2 separate regions of the Mus musculus genome follow, and region 2 is linked to region 1. The links are chromatin contacts, called in public Hi-C maps. All regions are on one chromosome and are shown on one strand. The core of a region is the stretch at or near the end of the contact, and the rest is flanking DNA. Distances in the headings are between cores, read along the strand shown.

Evidence for each region. A called contact is a pair of places that touch in the nucleus more often than the background predicts.
Region 2: a contact with region 1 is called in a Hi-C map of CD8 T cells, with 3 times the contacts expected there. The contact joins two enhancer-like sites. A contact is called at or near these places in 13 of 484 Hi-C or Micro-C datasets (the 3T3-L1 cell line, the AML12 cell line, CD8 T cells and 9 more), 2 of 115 datasets of contacts at active chromatin or transcription factors (embryonic stem cells and memory CD8 T cells) and 2 of 9 other capture datasets (adipose tissue and macrophages).

What each region holds. Positions count from the first base shown.
Region 1 is chr6:29,824,147-29,831,143 of GRCm38.p6, reverse strand. The region is part of intron 1 of Ahcyl2 (S-adenosylhomocysteine hydrolase-like 2); the gene reads right to left. Among named protein-coding and RNA genes, the nearest start is that of Ahcyl2, 59 kb to the right of the region's middle. Within about 2 kb of position 3,408, at least 73 of the 459 cell types and tissues checked have an H3K27ac peak or open chromatin away from gene starts, as enhancers often do. A contact at or near this core is called in CD8 T cells and memory CD8 T cells, where this site is marked.
Region 2 is chr6:30,062,670-30,069,666 of GRCm38.p6, reverse strand. All of the region lies in intron 1 of Nrf1 (nuclear respiratory factor 1), which reads right to left. Among named protein-coding and RNA genes, the nearest start is that of Nrf1, 18 kb to the right of the region's middle. Within about 2 kb of position 3,451, at least 9 of the 459 cell types and tissues checked have an H3K27ac peak or open chromatin away from gene starts, as enhancers often do. A contact at or near this core is called in CD8 T cells and memory CD8 T cells, where this site is marked.

The DNA of each region.
Region 1 (6,997 bases), core at 2,159-4,658:
TTGAATATACTCAAGTCTTCATTTCTATCTCACTCCTACAACAAAACTACTGCTCCAACCTACAGAGTATCCACACTCTAGCCCAAGCTAGCCTGGGGTTCACTAGGTGTCCCAAGCATGCTTCAAACTTACAGCAATCTTCCCGCCTTCACCTTTTTAGCAGTTATTTCTCTTATTGCTGAAATAAAATACTCAACAAAAGCAACTTAAGGAAGGGTGGATTTACTTGCGTTCACAGTTCAGGGGTATAGTCTTTATGGTATAGGAAAGTCCAGGGGTATAGTCTTTATGGTATAGGAAAGTTCAGGGTATACTCTTTATTGTATAGGAAAGTTCAGGGTATAGTCTTTATGGTATAGGAAAGTTCAGGGTATAGTCTTTATGGTATAGGAAAGTCCAGGGGTATAGTCTTTATGGTATAGGAAAGTTCAGGGGTATAGTCTTTATGGTATAGGAAAGTTCAGGGGTATAGGCTTTATGGTATAGGAAAGTTCAGGGTATAGTCTTTATGGTATAGGAAAGTTCAGGGTATAGTCTTTATGGTATAGGAAAGTTCAGGGGTATAGGCTTTATGGTATAGGAAAGTTCAGGGGTATAGGCTTTATGGTATAGGAAAGTCCAGGGGTATAGTCTTTATGGTATAGGAAAGTTCAGGGGTATAGGCTTTATGGTATAGGAAAGTCCAGGGGTATAGGCTTTATGGTATAGGAAAGTCCAGGGGTATAGGCTTTATGGTATAGGAAAGTTCAGGGTATAGGCTTTATGGTATAGGAAAGTTCAGGGTATAGTCTTTATGGTATAGGAAAGTTCAGGGGTATAGTCTTTATGGTATAGGAAAGTCCAGGGGTATAGGCTTTATGGTATAGGAAAGTCCAGAGGTATAGGCTTTATGGTATAGGAAAGTCAGGGTAGCAGGAACTTGAGGCAGCTGGTCACACTCTTTCAGGAAGCAGAGAGCAGCAGAAACTATTGTGCATTTCACAGCCTATGTGCCACCTACTCAGAGTTAAGGTAAATCTTCCCATCTTAGTTAACCTAACCTAAGTAATCCCTTACACGCATACCCAGGGGCTTAGATAATTTAGATGAACCACCACAGACATACCTTCTAGGTCAATGATTTTCAACCTGTGAGTTGTGACCTCTTTGGGAGTTGAATGACCCTTTATAGGAGTTACATATCAGATGTCTTGCATATCAGATATTTACATTCCAATTCACAACAATAGCAGAATTACAGTTATGAAGTTAACAACAACAGTAATTTTATGGTTGGGGGTCACTACAAGATGAGGATATATTAAAGGATTGAAGCATAAGGAAGGTTGCAAACCACTGTTCTAGCTGATCCTATCAAGTTGATTAACTATCACAGCCTCTTAAGTGCTGGGAATACAGACGTGAGCCACCAAACCTGGCTCTGCTTTTAGCAAATTCTATGCTAAAAGAATATGTACCTTCTTGGTATATTTTATCTCTGGCAAAGCCTTATTTTAAGCTGAAAGCAACTGAACAAAGCAGGATAGGGTGAGTTTTCTATGTTCCTCCCCACTACCTGAGAACAAAATATAAAGTCCCTTTTAAAAAGTGCCCCCCATCCCGGTCTCTTGCCAGGATGAGGAGAGAACAATCTCAATGTAGACACGAGGACCTAACAAAAGAGGGTACACAAGCAAACCACACTATCTAGCCCTCATCTACCAGCGGTTTCCACATCTGTCTTCTCACAGTACCCACTTAGCCTTGTAGCTCTAAGGCTTTTCTTTTACCTTGTCACTTGGCTACAAATATACTGGTTGGTGTTAAACTGTGCTGTAAGTCTGAATTCTAACTACCCTGTTCAGTTAGTCACCTCTTAATGCACATAGCATGTGCGTATTAAAGACCCACTGCTTGTTAATAATCTTTTGTTTGCTTCTCTTTCATTAATATCTTCTATTGCTGTAAGTTACAGGCCAAGCGAGTGAACCTGAGATGGGCAGAGAAGGTTTCCTTCCCTACACTATCTGGAAGTGTAACAGTATAAAGTATTAAGTGTGCAGAACTGTCTTCCCACTGGAACAACTGACTATGTGAGCTAGCACCTGCTGGATCATTTTCTTGGCTAAATGTTGTGAACCGCCACACAAAGGAAGTGAAAGTAGATACAAGTGATGAAGCAACTGAGAAAAAAAATCATCTAGTTTGTACTATATCTCAGAAATGGGAGGGGAAATTTTCATCCAATTTCCTGCTAACATCTAAGAAAGTTCTTACCAAGCCACACTTAAATTTTATTAAAAATTAACCCAATGACCAAGGGTTAATTGGGTTATGTTAAGGGTTCACTAGGGGTTGGCAGAGGAGCTCAACAGAAACTGGAGGAGCCAAGCTTAACAAGCAACACTGGAGAAGTCAATTAGCAAATTCCTAACATAGGCCGAATAGCAAGAAGTGTGTAAGAAAAGAACATGGGTATTTTCAAACATGGAAGAACTCAAAACTCAGCTCTCTTTTACCCTCCACAAAAAATTATGATTGAAGTGTGGGAGGATAAGCTTTAGCAATTTTAAGGAGAAAAATAACAAAAAAAGAAGAGGGGGTGAGAAAATAAGAGACTAAAAAGACAAAATTGTGAAATCAGTTACCTGATGGTGTGGATTCGAATAGCTGCACAGAAGAAGTGCAGACAGGACCTGAGGCCACTAAAAGAAACAGGCAAGGGTTGTTGCCAGTTCTTTCTACCACAAACCTGATGCAAAGTTTAGGGGTTTCATTTTTGTGCTTACAAGAAGGATCAAGCATCCTCCTGCCGCTACTTCTCAAGTGGCTGCTAGATGTTCAAATATCTATTCTGTTTTAAAGGACCCTTCCTATGTATAGAGAAAGATCTTTTTCTGACATTCCTGGTGCACATGCAGTCACTGTGAAGAGCTGTTTGGGTATCACTCTCGCAATCTTAAAACGTTAGGTAGTTTTTGACCTAATGATTTCACCTTTAGGATTCACCCCACTGATATACCAAATATATGTTCTAAAAGCATGCCATGTGTTTTAGGTCTCTGCCACCATTGTTTGTTGGTTGTGACTGTAAATTACTGACTAAGCAGTTACTTGTCACTCAGGAAGTACTTTCAACACCAATATGCACAATGTAAGCCTTTGAGCCCCCAAAATATAAATTTCGTAAGTATCACCATTTATTTTTGGGTTTCCTGGTTCTGAAAGATAGCTTATAACAGTTATTTTACCCCAAATAGTGACAAGGTTCTAACATGCAAAAGAATAAGACATATTAGCTGTATCTCTGAACAGCTGAAACGGGTTTTGTGTGTGTGTGTGTGTGTGTGTGTGTGTGTGTGTGTGAGGACTGAAACAGCCAGCTAATGGAGAGCCAAGGGGAGAAGCATTCTTTGTTCTCAATTTGGCCCCTTCTACTTCTCCACACTTACCTTCCCCTAGGGAGGTAGCATACAAGCACCCACTGGTTTACTCAATGTTAGCTATATTTTGTTGACATGGCAACAGAAATACACATAAAGGAAGGCACAAAAAGGGTTATTTGCTTATAATTGGTTCAAACTCTTCCCATTCAGGAGAAAAGACTTTAAATAAGCACACAAGACTTTGATAAAGACTAGATAGAGAAGACTTTTCTAGTACAAAGCTAAGAGAGGAACCAGGCACTGCTGTGTGCTGTTGCACCTCTCACTTCCGTAGCTTGTTGCTGAGTGATCCCAAATTACAGAACTGAGTAATGGTTTCAATTATGTTTCTGAAAGAGTTCACACCTTCAGATCTCAAACTAACAGGGCTATTTCAACATTCTGGCTTTTATAAACTAGTGCCAAGAGGAAGTTTCAGGGATCAAGAGTGAATACACCCAAGCTAAGAAGTATGTCTTTAGAACATAACTAGAAACATAATATGTGGGGGGCTATTTTAAGCCCACCACCATCCTGTTATAAAATGAATATCCTTAAAAAAAGCTTTAAGCACATACACACACACATACATAGGCACACACACATAAACACACAGACATACTCATATAGATACATAGATATATACACAGATACACACAAGCACAGACACCCATACACAGAAACACATACACACAGAGACACACAGAGAGATACACAGGCATACACATAGCCCTCCTGAAATAGACATAGACATACATATACACACACAGACACACACACACACACATACACGCACACAAACATGACACATGCAGAGAGGGTATAAGAAGAAAAGAGACACAGATTAACTTAACAGTAAAAACAAAAACAAAGCCTTGAGTGCTAGCTCTTCCTTTTCTTTTGTTTTTTGGAGACAGGGTCTCACTTTGTAATTCTAGCTGGCCTCAAAATTATAATGTAAACCAGGGCATCCTTGAACTCCCAGAAATCTGCCTGCTTCTGTCTCCTAAATGCACAGGCACATGTGTAGGAAAAATACTCATACACATAAAAATAAGAAATTAAAATAAAAGAGCCCTATTATCTAAAAAAATCTCAACTGTCATATATTAACCTGATTCTAAGTTTATATTATAAATAGTAATTGAACACACTAAGCCTTTCTTTTACCTATTCAGGATCAACTCAGGACTTTAGGCGTGCTAATAACAAGTGAGCTATTTCCTCAGCCTCTAGTCTTGATTTTGATTGAATCTAACTACACAGCTCAAAGGCTGGACTGGACTTGCTATACGGCACAAGCTGGTCTCAAAATCAAGATCCTTTTACCTTAGCCTCAGAAGTTCTGATTACAGATGAATACCACCATACACAGTCATAAATCTAAATATTTTTATTGCTATTCTTCTTGATGTGACCAGTTCTTATGTAGCCCAAGCCAGCTTCTAATTTACTGTAGCCAGGGATGACCTTGAACTTCTGACCCTCCTGCCTCCACCTCCCCAGTGCTGGGATTGTCTTATATGGTGCCAGGGATAGAACCCAGGGCTTTCTGTATACAAGGCAAGCATTTCTTGAGACAGGCTGGCTTCAAACTTGCTGTGTAGCCAACGATGGCTGACCTATAATTTCTGATCCTCCTAAGCCCATCTCCCAAGTGCTATGTTATAGAAGTGCACAATCACACCAGGTCTTACGTGGTGCAGGGGTTTGAACAACACATTCTACCAACTAAGCTGTAGCCTTAGCACCTTTTTATCTTTGTGTGAGAAAAGCAGCTTGTGTAGCCCAGACTCGACTAGTGAGTCTCTTGCTTCCATGTTACAGCTTGCGTATGAAATGGCCCCAGCCGGCTCATTTATTGCAGGTATGGATGTCAGCTGATGAACTTTTAGAAAGGGGCCTGATCTTCTCTTCCTCCTCCTTTTTTAGTTGACTGTGGGCCAATCATTTGTTTACTTTAATTATTATTAATAGTAGTCGCTTTGTGTGTGTAGATCAGAGTACAACTTTTAAGATTTGGTTTTCTTCTTCCTCTGAAATCCAGAGGTCAAACTCAGGCTTTCAAGTTAGCACAGCCTTCTAAGCCATAAAAAGTGACCTGGTCAATTACTCTTCATTAAACTCAGAATATCATGGCATTGTTGAGAAATGGTAAAATGGGGGAGATTTAGTTGAAGGAGTGGTCAGTGGGAGGGTGGCCTCTTGAGCTGTGTCTCACTTGTGGTCCTAAGCTTTTCTGCTTCCTGTTCCTCATTCTCAGTGAACGGCTTTGCCACTGATCCAGAAACAGAGCCAATGGGCTGAAATCTCAGACAGGGAGCCAAAATAATTAATTCTTCACGTTAAATTGTCCTCTTTTGTATTGTGGTCACAGCTATGCAAGAGGAAGTAAAATAAAACAAAACAAAATGAATTGGCAAGACAAGTGTGTACCACCGTACTTGGCTTATTTCTTTAAATTCCAAGAAGTAGAATTCTAAGAGAAAAGAAATAATATTCTCTATTGCCAATGTGCATACCAGAAAAGTACCAACTTATATTCTCATCATCATGAATAAAAACTGCTCATCTCTATATTCCTTTGTCTACGTAGGATGTTATAGATTTTAAAAATATTCATGTCTTGAGAGGCTGGAGAGATGGCTCCGTGGCTAAGAGCACTGGCTGCTCTTCCAGAGGACTTGGGTTCAATTCCCAGATCCCACGCTGGCTCCGGACTCAAGGGAACCTCCATAGGCACTGGGTATGCACACAGTGTGTGTGTGTGTGTGTATGTGTGTGTGTGTGTATGTATATATGAGAGAGCAGGCAAAACATTCATACCCATAAAACAAAATTTTAAAAACTTTAAATATAGGATTCTAACAAGTGCAAGAAGGGGTTTCCCCGCTCTTGCTCATCTCCTATGTGGAGGTTAACTTTTATGATTCAGTTATGAAGTCTGGATTTTATACCATTACTGATGACTCCTTTCAACGTTTTCATGATCTTACTTTTAAAATACGTTATTCAATATGAAGAAAAAAGAAACACATGATAATTTTCCTGTCATTTCTCAAACTACAGTAGTTATGGCCAATGAGTGATACACATTTACTTAATGTGGAAAAGCTATCAAACACACACACACACACCCATACACACACACACACACACAGGGAGAGAGAGAGAGAGAGAGAGAGAGAGAGAGAGAGATTGATTATTAACTTAGGGTCTTGAAATGTCCTGAGCAAAGAGATTCTCCTCTACTCTGCTGTAAAAGTACACTAGAACATTGGTTCTTAACCTTCCTAACGCCGCGACTCTTTACTACAGTTCCTCCTGTGGTGGTGACCCTCAACCATAACATTATTTTCACTGCTACTTCACAACTATAATTCTGCTGTTATAAATCATAATGTAAATATCCGTGTTTCCCAATACTCTTAGGTGACCCTGTGAAAGGGTTGTTTGGCCCCTGAGGAGACTGCAATCCCCAGGTTGAGAACCACTGATCTAGAAACCACCTAAGACTGTATAAATCATGCCTTGGCAGGGGTAGTATTCCTTACCCACAACACTTTCACAGGGCTATTCTAAGACCATCAGAA
Region 2 (6,997 bases), core at 2,202-4,701, 240 kb before region 1:
GTACCAAGAAGAAAAGTAATAATATTTTTTTTTCTTGGTTTTTCAAGACAGGGTTTCTCTGTATAGCCCTGGCTGTCCTGGAACTCACTCTGTAGACTAGGTTGGCCTCGAACTCAGAAATCTGCCTGCCTCTGCCTCCCAAGTGCTGGGATCAAAGGTGTGCGCCACCACTGCCCGGCGATTTATTTTTATACATAAGTACACTGTAGCTGTCTTCAGACGCACCAGAAGAGGTCGTCAGATCTCATTACAGATGGTTGTGAGCCACCATGTGGTTGCTGGAATTTGAACTCAGGACCTTTGGAAGAGCAGTCCGTGCTCTTACCTGCTGAGCCATCTCTCCAGCCCAAAAAGTAATAATAAAACAAAAAAGCAAGTGAGAGCAGAGAGTGTTGTGTGATGCTCAAACAATGTCCCTCCTCCAGCTCTCCATTTTTCTGTATGTTATGCATGTGTTTGAGGGGTGTGTGCACGTGTGCATGTGTATGTGCACGTGCCCCTGGAGGGCCAAGTTCAATGTCTTTTTTTAAAATATTTATTTATTATATGTAAATACACTGTAATGTGTCTTCAGACACTCCAGAAGAGAGCATCAGATTTCGTTATGGATGGTTGTGAGCTACCATATGGTTGCTGGGATTTGAACTCAGGACCTTTGGAAGAGCAGTCGGCACTCTTAATCACTGAGCCAGCTCACCAGCCCCCAAGTCCAAGGTCTTAACTCATCTTCTGATTGTTCTCACCCCTTATTCACTGAGGCAGAGTCTATCAAACTCATAGCTTGGAGGTCTGACTAGTCTCACCAGCCAGCTTGCATTGGGCACTCCTTGTCTCCAGTTGTCTTCCTTTCCTTTCCTTTCCTTTCCTTTCCTTTCCTTTCCTTTCCTTTCCTTTTCTCTGTGTAGCTCTGGCTGTCCTGGAACTCACTCTATAGACCAGGCTGGCCTGATTAAAGGCATGGGCCACCACCGCCCGGCCCTTGTCTTCACTTTCTGAGGCTGGCATTACAAGTGGCACCTAGTATTTATATGGATCTGGGCACCAAACTCTAGTTCTCTGGTGTGTCCCTGGTATGGATAGCAGGACAGCAAAATGGACCCTACATGTGGACAGGGGTGGCAGGTGAGACAACAGAAGCAACACCAGGGATCAAAACTTGTGGGTAGGTAAGATCCTTGGACTTCAGAGTGAGATGGAAAGTCTTTGGAAGATTTTTATGAGTACAGTTATCATCTATGTCTTAGCTTAGATTTCTATCCCTGTGATAATACACTATGACCAAAAAGCAAGTTGGAGAGGAAAGGGTTTATCTGGCTTACACTTCTCCATCACTGTTTATCATGAAGGAAGTCAGGACAGAAGCTGTGGAGGGATGCTGTTGACTCCCCATGGCTAGCTAGCTCAGCCTGCTTTCTTATAGAACACAGGACTACCAGTGGAGGAATGACATCACTCACATGGGCTGGGCCCTCCCCCATCAATCACTAAGAAGATGTCCTAGAGGCTTGCCTACAGCCCAGTCTTAGGAAGGCATTTTCTTAACTGAGGTGTCTTCCTCTCAGGTAACTTATTTCTGTCTAGCTAACATACGACTATCCAGCACAATCTAATTTTCTAATTTCTGTTTTTAATGGTCACTGTGATGATGTGTAAAAGGATCAGGCTGAAGGAGGGTGGAGACTGGAATTACTATAAGGCTACTACTAAGACATGAACCTGACTTAGACCAGGGAGCAGCAGCAGAGGTTGTGAGACACTGTCGAGTTTTTGGTGGCAAAGCTGCCAAGATTTCCTGATGATTTGATGAAAGACAGTAAAAGAGCAGTTAAAGTGGGTTTAGTTCCCATGCTATTTCTTATTTCTATTTTGAAATACTTTGCTTCTTTTTAGTGACAGGGATTGGAACCAGGAACATCTGCAGTCCCAGACTCCCAGAGGTTTTATTTGGCAGCTCAAAGAACTCAACAGTCAGTTTTTGAGCTGGAGTGAATGTCACGAGTTATGATGCTAACTTCTAAGGGGAAACATTAAGCAGAATGACAACTGATGGCTTTTTGTAAACAGCTTTGAGAAAAAAGTTATTTCTGTTCTGTTTCTGAAGACTATAATTAAGAATTGCCCTTTCCTCACTGGCCATCTGAAGCAAAAGGGTCACTAGCAGCTGTACTGGAGTCACCAGGTGGACAAGAGGGCCGAACATATACATATGCCACAAGGGCCGGAAGGACAGAGTGTCATTACACTGGACTGAGGTGACCTTTCTTGTTCGCACTATTGAAGACCGTCTACCCAGTGAAAAGCATTATGATAATCTTTGTTTTTTGTTTGGTTTTGGTTTTGGTTTTTCGAGACAGGGTTTCTCTGTGTAGCCCTGGCTGTCCTGGAACTCACTTTGTAGACCAGGCTGGCCTCGAACTCAGAAATCCGCCTGCCTCTGCCTCCCAAGTGCTGGGATTAAAGGCGTGCAGCACCACCACCTGTCAGGTTGATAATATTTATGATCCAGGACCATTAATTTCTTGGCAAATCAGTTACAGAAACACCACTGTTAACTTTTTCAAAAGTAGCAGCATTACAAAACTAGTTATAACCTATTGGATTTGCTTATGACTTTTGTCATATTTTCTTTTTAAACAAGGCTTTGCTATGTAGCCCTCCGGCCTCCACTTCTGCAATGCTAGAATTCCAGGTACCTAATACCTCAATTGGCTCAAATATTCTTCTTTATGGATGTTAGGACATCCAGGCTGAGGATGTGGCTTCGCTGGTAGTACCTGCCTAGCATGCCTAAGGCCCTGGGTTCAACATTCTTTAAACCTGTATAAACCTGGCATGGTGGCACACACTTGTACTCCCAGTGCTGAGGAGGAGGCAGGCCAGTCATAGGGAGGAGACAAGGCCAACCTGGGCAGCATGAGACCCTGTTTCAGAACTAAACTGAAAAGACAAATGAGGTAAACTACTGGCTACTGGGCAAACAGGAAATGTCAGAAAAAAAATCCTGTCAGAAAAAAATCTTGGCAATATGCATAATTTTTTGAGGTCTATAAGACAGGTTTTGGTGGCTTTTTTGTTTGTTTGTTTTGTTTTTTCGAGACAGGGTTTCTCTGTATAGCCCTGGCTGTCCTGGAACTCACTCTATAGACCAGGCTGGCCTCGAACTCAGAAATCCACCTGCCTCTGTCTTCCAAATGCTGGGATTAAAGGCATGTGCCACCACTGCCCAGCATTATATATAAGACAGTTTAATATTTTATTACACTAGACAGTATGAAATTGCCTTCTATAGGCCTAAAATAATACACAGTTTCTTTCATGAGCTCTCCTTTTGGTGTTTTGTACGAGGTTGAGCTTGTTTCCAGCTTCCAGGGACTGTATCACAGGTCTACACCAGGGATATACCTGCTTCACACGCCAGCAACAGCAGTAACCACGGCTGTTCTGCTACACCACACCACACCACACCACACCACGCCAGAAAAAGAAAGGCCTGTGAAAGTGCTTCTCTCTGAATGATGTCACTTCTTTGTTGCTTTGCCTTCTTTTCTATTCAGGGTCTCACTGTGTGGCCCTGGGCTGGGTTGGAACTTGCCAGAGTAGACCAGGTTGACCTAAAACTCGTGTGTCCAGCCTCTTGTCTCTGCACCATGATTGCTGGAATTACAGATGTGAGCCACCATCCAAAGGAAGGTTTACTTTTTGTAGTAATAAATAGAACCACACTGAATTAACACAACTGTGAAACTGGTATTATGAAAGAAAGCAGACAAATGGGAATAGAAAGCCATTCAATCCCTTGAACTCACTTGTTACATGGATGTGAAACAGAACTGTTTAAATTACTTGGAGAAGAAAACACGTCAAATATGTTAAGGTAGATAAATAGTACCTATTTTGTTACTTAATAATAAGACAAACCTTTCCAAATACCAAAAGAAAAAAAAAGTCTCCCAAGAATTCCAAACAGTATCAGAAATGCAAATTTGAACTTTTCTTAGTTGATCAAAAGTTAAAATTTCTGTAGGATGTGGTAGACCACTCCTTAATCCCAGCACTGAGGCAGGTAGATTTCTATGAGTTCAAGAGCCAGCAGGTCTACATATCAAGTTCCAGGCCAGCCACGGCTACATAGTAAGGGACTTTCTCAAAAAAAAAAAAAAAAAAAAAAAAAAAAGTTAAAATTTCCACATTTACTTTGCAATTCATTAAACTAAACTATCTAGAGTTACTTAAAAATAAATTTAGTATATCACTAAAATCAAGGCAAAAGCACAGCGGTCTAAAGAAAAATATGTTTGATTTCTAGATACGAAAACAGAACAGCAGGCTGCAGGAGTAAAGGCAATGGAGTTTAGAAAGTGACTGATTATAAAACTAAAAGACCACCTAAAATTGGAATGAACAACTCTATTGTAGAACTGGTTTAATCTGCAATAGACCCATAAGTCTAAAGGGGTATCCATTTCTAAAATGTTACCCTAGAAGTTTAAAGACACCTGAAGTGCCTACATGTTTATACAACATTAATTTAAAAAAATACCCAAATTCCCTAGTGACAAGTCAAAGTCTGCAGTGGTTCTAATAAAGTATTTTAGAAGGGTAGTCTCCAGACAAGGGGGAGATGAAAATGGGGAGAATAACACATTTTTCTCATTGACATTTTCTCAATGCGTTCTTTGATACAATTCGTAAAAGGAGGAAAAGAGGCATCAAGTGAAATCTCATTTGGTCCTGGCCACAATGGGCATAGGTGATGGCTCTCAACCCACCAACAGCTGCTTGCCCAACTTTCTTAGCTCATTTGGTCAACTCCCTTTCTCATTGCAGAAATATCTGGAATTAATGTGTTATGCTCAATTCTGCCAAGACAGCATCCGTAAGAAAATACAAACTACAATCTCTGCAAGAGGGGAGTACTACAAACACATCGAGCACAGTGGCGGTGTACAGACCACCTATGTCACTCTCTATAACAGTGTCCATGTGCTGTGCACAACAGGGTAGCAGCCCTGTTAGTTCAGAGGAATACCACACAAGACCCGAAGGACAAAGTGCTTTATTCATAAGTAAAATGTCCACAGTATGTTACTGGAAATGGTAAAGCGCCATTTATTAATTGTAAACACATTCACAGCTCACAATTCTTTAGTGCTGAATATATGAATGTATGGACTGACAGAGGAAGATCAGGACAGTAGTTCCGGTTTATCCATTAAAGAGACAAGGTTGCTGGCAGCTTTCCCACTGCAGCCTTAGTGGGAAAACTACTTCAAACTCCATGCCATGGTCTTTCTCCTCTCTCCTTGAAGTGGCACCCACCTGCCGATAAAATGCTAACCAAAAGGTGTACAAGAGAAATTAATACAAAGGTACTGCCCTGAAGGAAATCCCAATACAGGCCAGTAATTTGCTTTCTATAGTGACCTCAAATTGCCAAGATAAAAGTATAAGCAATACATACATAGTACCCCTGTTTAACAGCACAGAAATATCTGTATTGTTTCATTTTCATGGTTTCTCATAAAAACAAACAAACGCCTTAAGATAGTCAGGCATATGGGTGATGGCCTTCCTATCAGCACTCAGGAGGCAGATCTCCAGGCCAGCCAGGACTCCAGAGTAAGAGCCAGTCTATTAAAAAATTAAATAAAAAATAAAAAATAAAACCAAAATAGTACTTAACATATTTAAAGGGGTCCGTATCACCTATTTGGTAAATATGTTTACTAGAAAAAGCGTATGAAAAAAATGTAAAATTGCTTTGTTAGTGTGCTATGATGAACAAGTACAAGCTTGCGTGCACAGGCTCGCACAGAAGACAACGTTTAGGGAGCCGGTTCTCTCTCTGCCTGGCTTTCATTGTCTCGGCCACGCTGCTGCATACTCCAGACTAGTTGGCCAGCAACCTTCCAGGGTATTTTCTTATCTCTATCTACCATCTCACCATAGAAGTGCTTGGGTGACAGATGTAGATCACCACATCTGGCTTTTTTTGGTGGGTTCTGGGGATTGAACTCAGGTCAGACTGATGTGCCAAATAGTTTTACCCTCTGAGCTGACTCCCACCCCTCAGAAAAAAATTTAAAATATGCTAAGCAATATCACCTTTTAAAAATTTATTTATTTATTTATTTATTTATTTATTTATTTATTATACCTAAGTACACTGTAGCTGTCTTCTGACACATCAGAAAAGGCCATCAAATCTCACTACAGATGGTTGTGAGCCACCATGCAGTTGCTGGGATTTGAACTCAGGACCTCTGGAAGAGTAGTCGTAACTTCTGAGCCACCTCTCCAGCCCATCACCTAACTTCTTAGATGCTGTTATATGATGTCTTTATAATCACACACTCAATATTTGGTACATTTACTAGGCATGTCTCATATGGGAATATTCCTTTGTTTTCTTTTACCTTTTCAACAAAAATTAGATTACAGCTGTATGTGACTATTTTCCAATTTTACATAATCCATAAAACCAAATGCCTTTTGTATTAAATGAAAACAACACACACATACACACACACACACACACACACACACAACCAAGGAAACAGTTATCTTAGGATGGTAGATTTAAAAATCTTTATCATCTTGTAGACTGTAGCTGTTCCTCCGTGGTTAAGGCCCCAGTCCACTCAAAGCACCTTTCCCTTAGGATTCTCAGCCGGGCATCACAGCTTCTGCCTGTAGTCTTTGCACCTTCAGGCTTAAGCAGGCTCACCAAGAGTTTGGGGTTGGCTACATAGTGAATTCCATGCTAGCCAGGGCAATGAAAGGGCAAGGGGCAAAGGGAAAGGAAGGGGTAGGGGTCAGGAAATAAGGGAAGGAAGGAAGGAAAAAGGAAAGCCAAGCCCTGGTGTAGCCTAGGATAGCCTTGGACTTAAGGCAAGGATGACCCTGACCTCCTTCTGCCTCCGCCTCCCAAAGGCTGAGGGTATGTAGCCAGGCCCAGCTAATTCTTGTGCATACCCACTCTCTCTCTCCCCGTTGT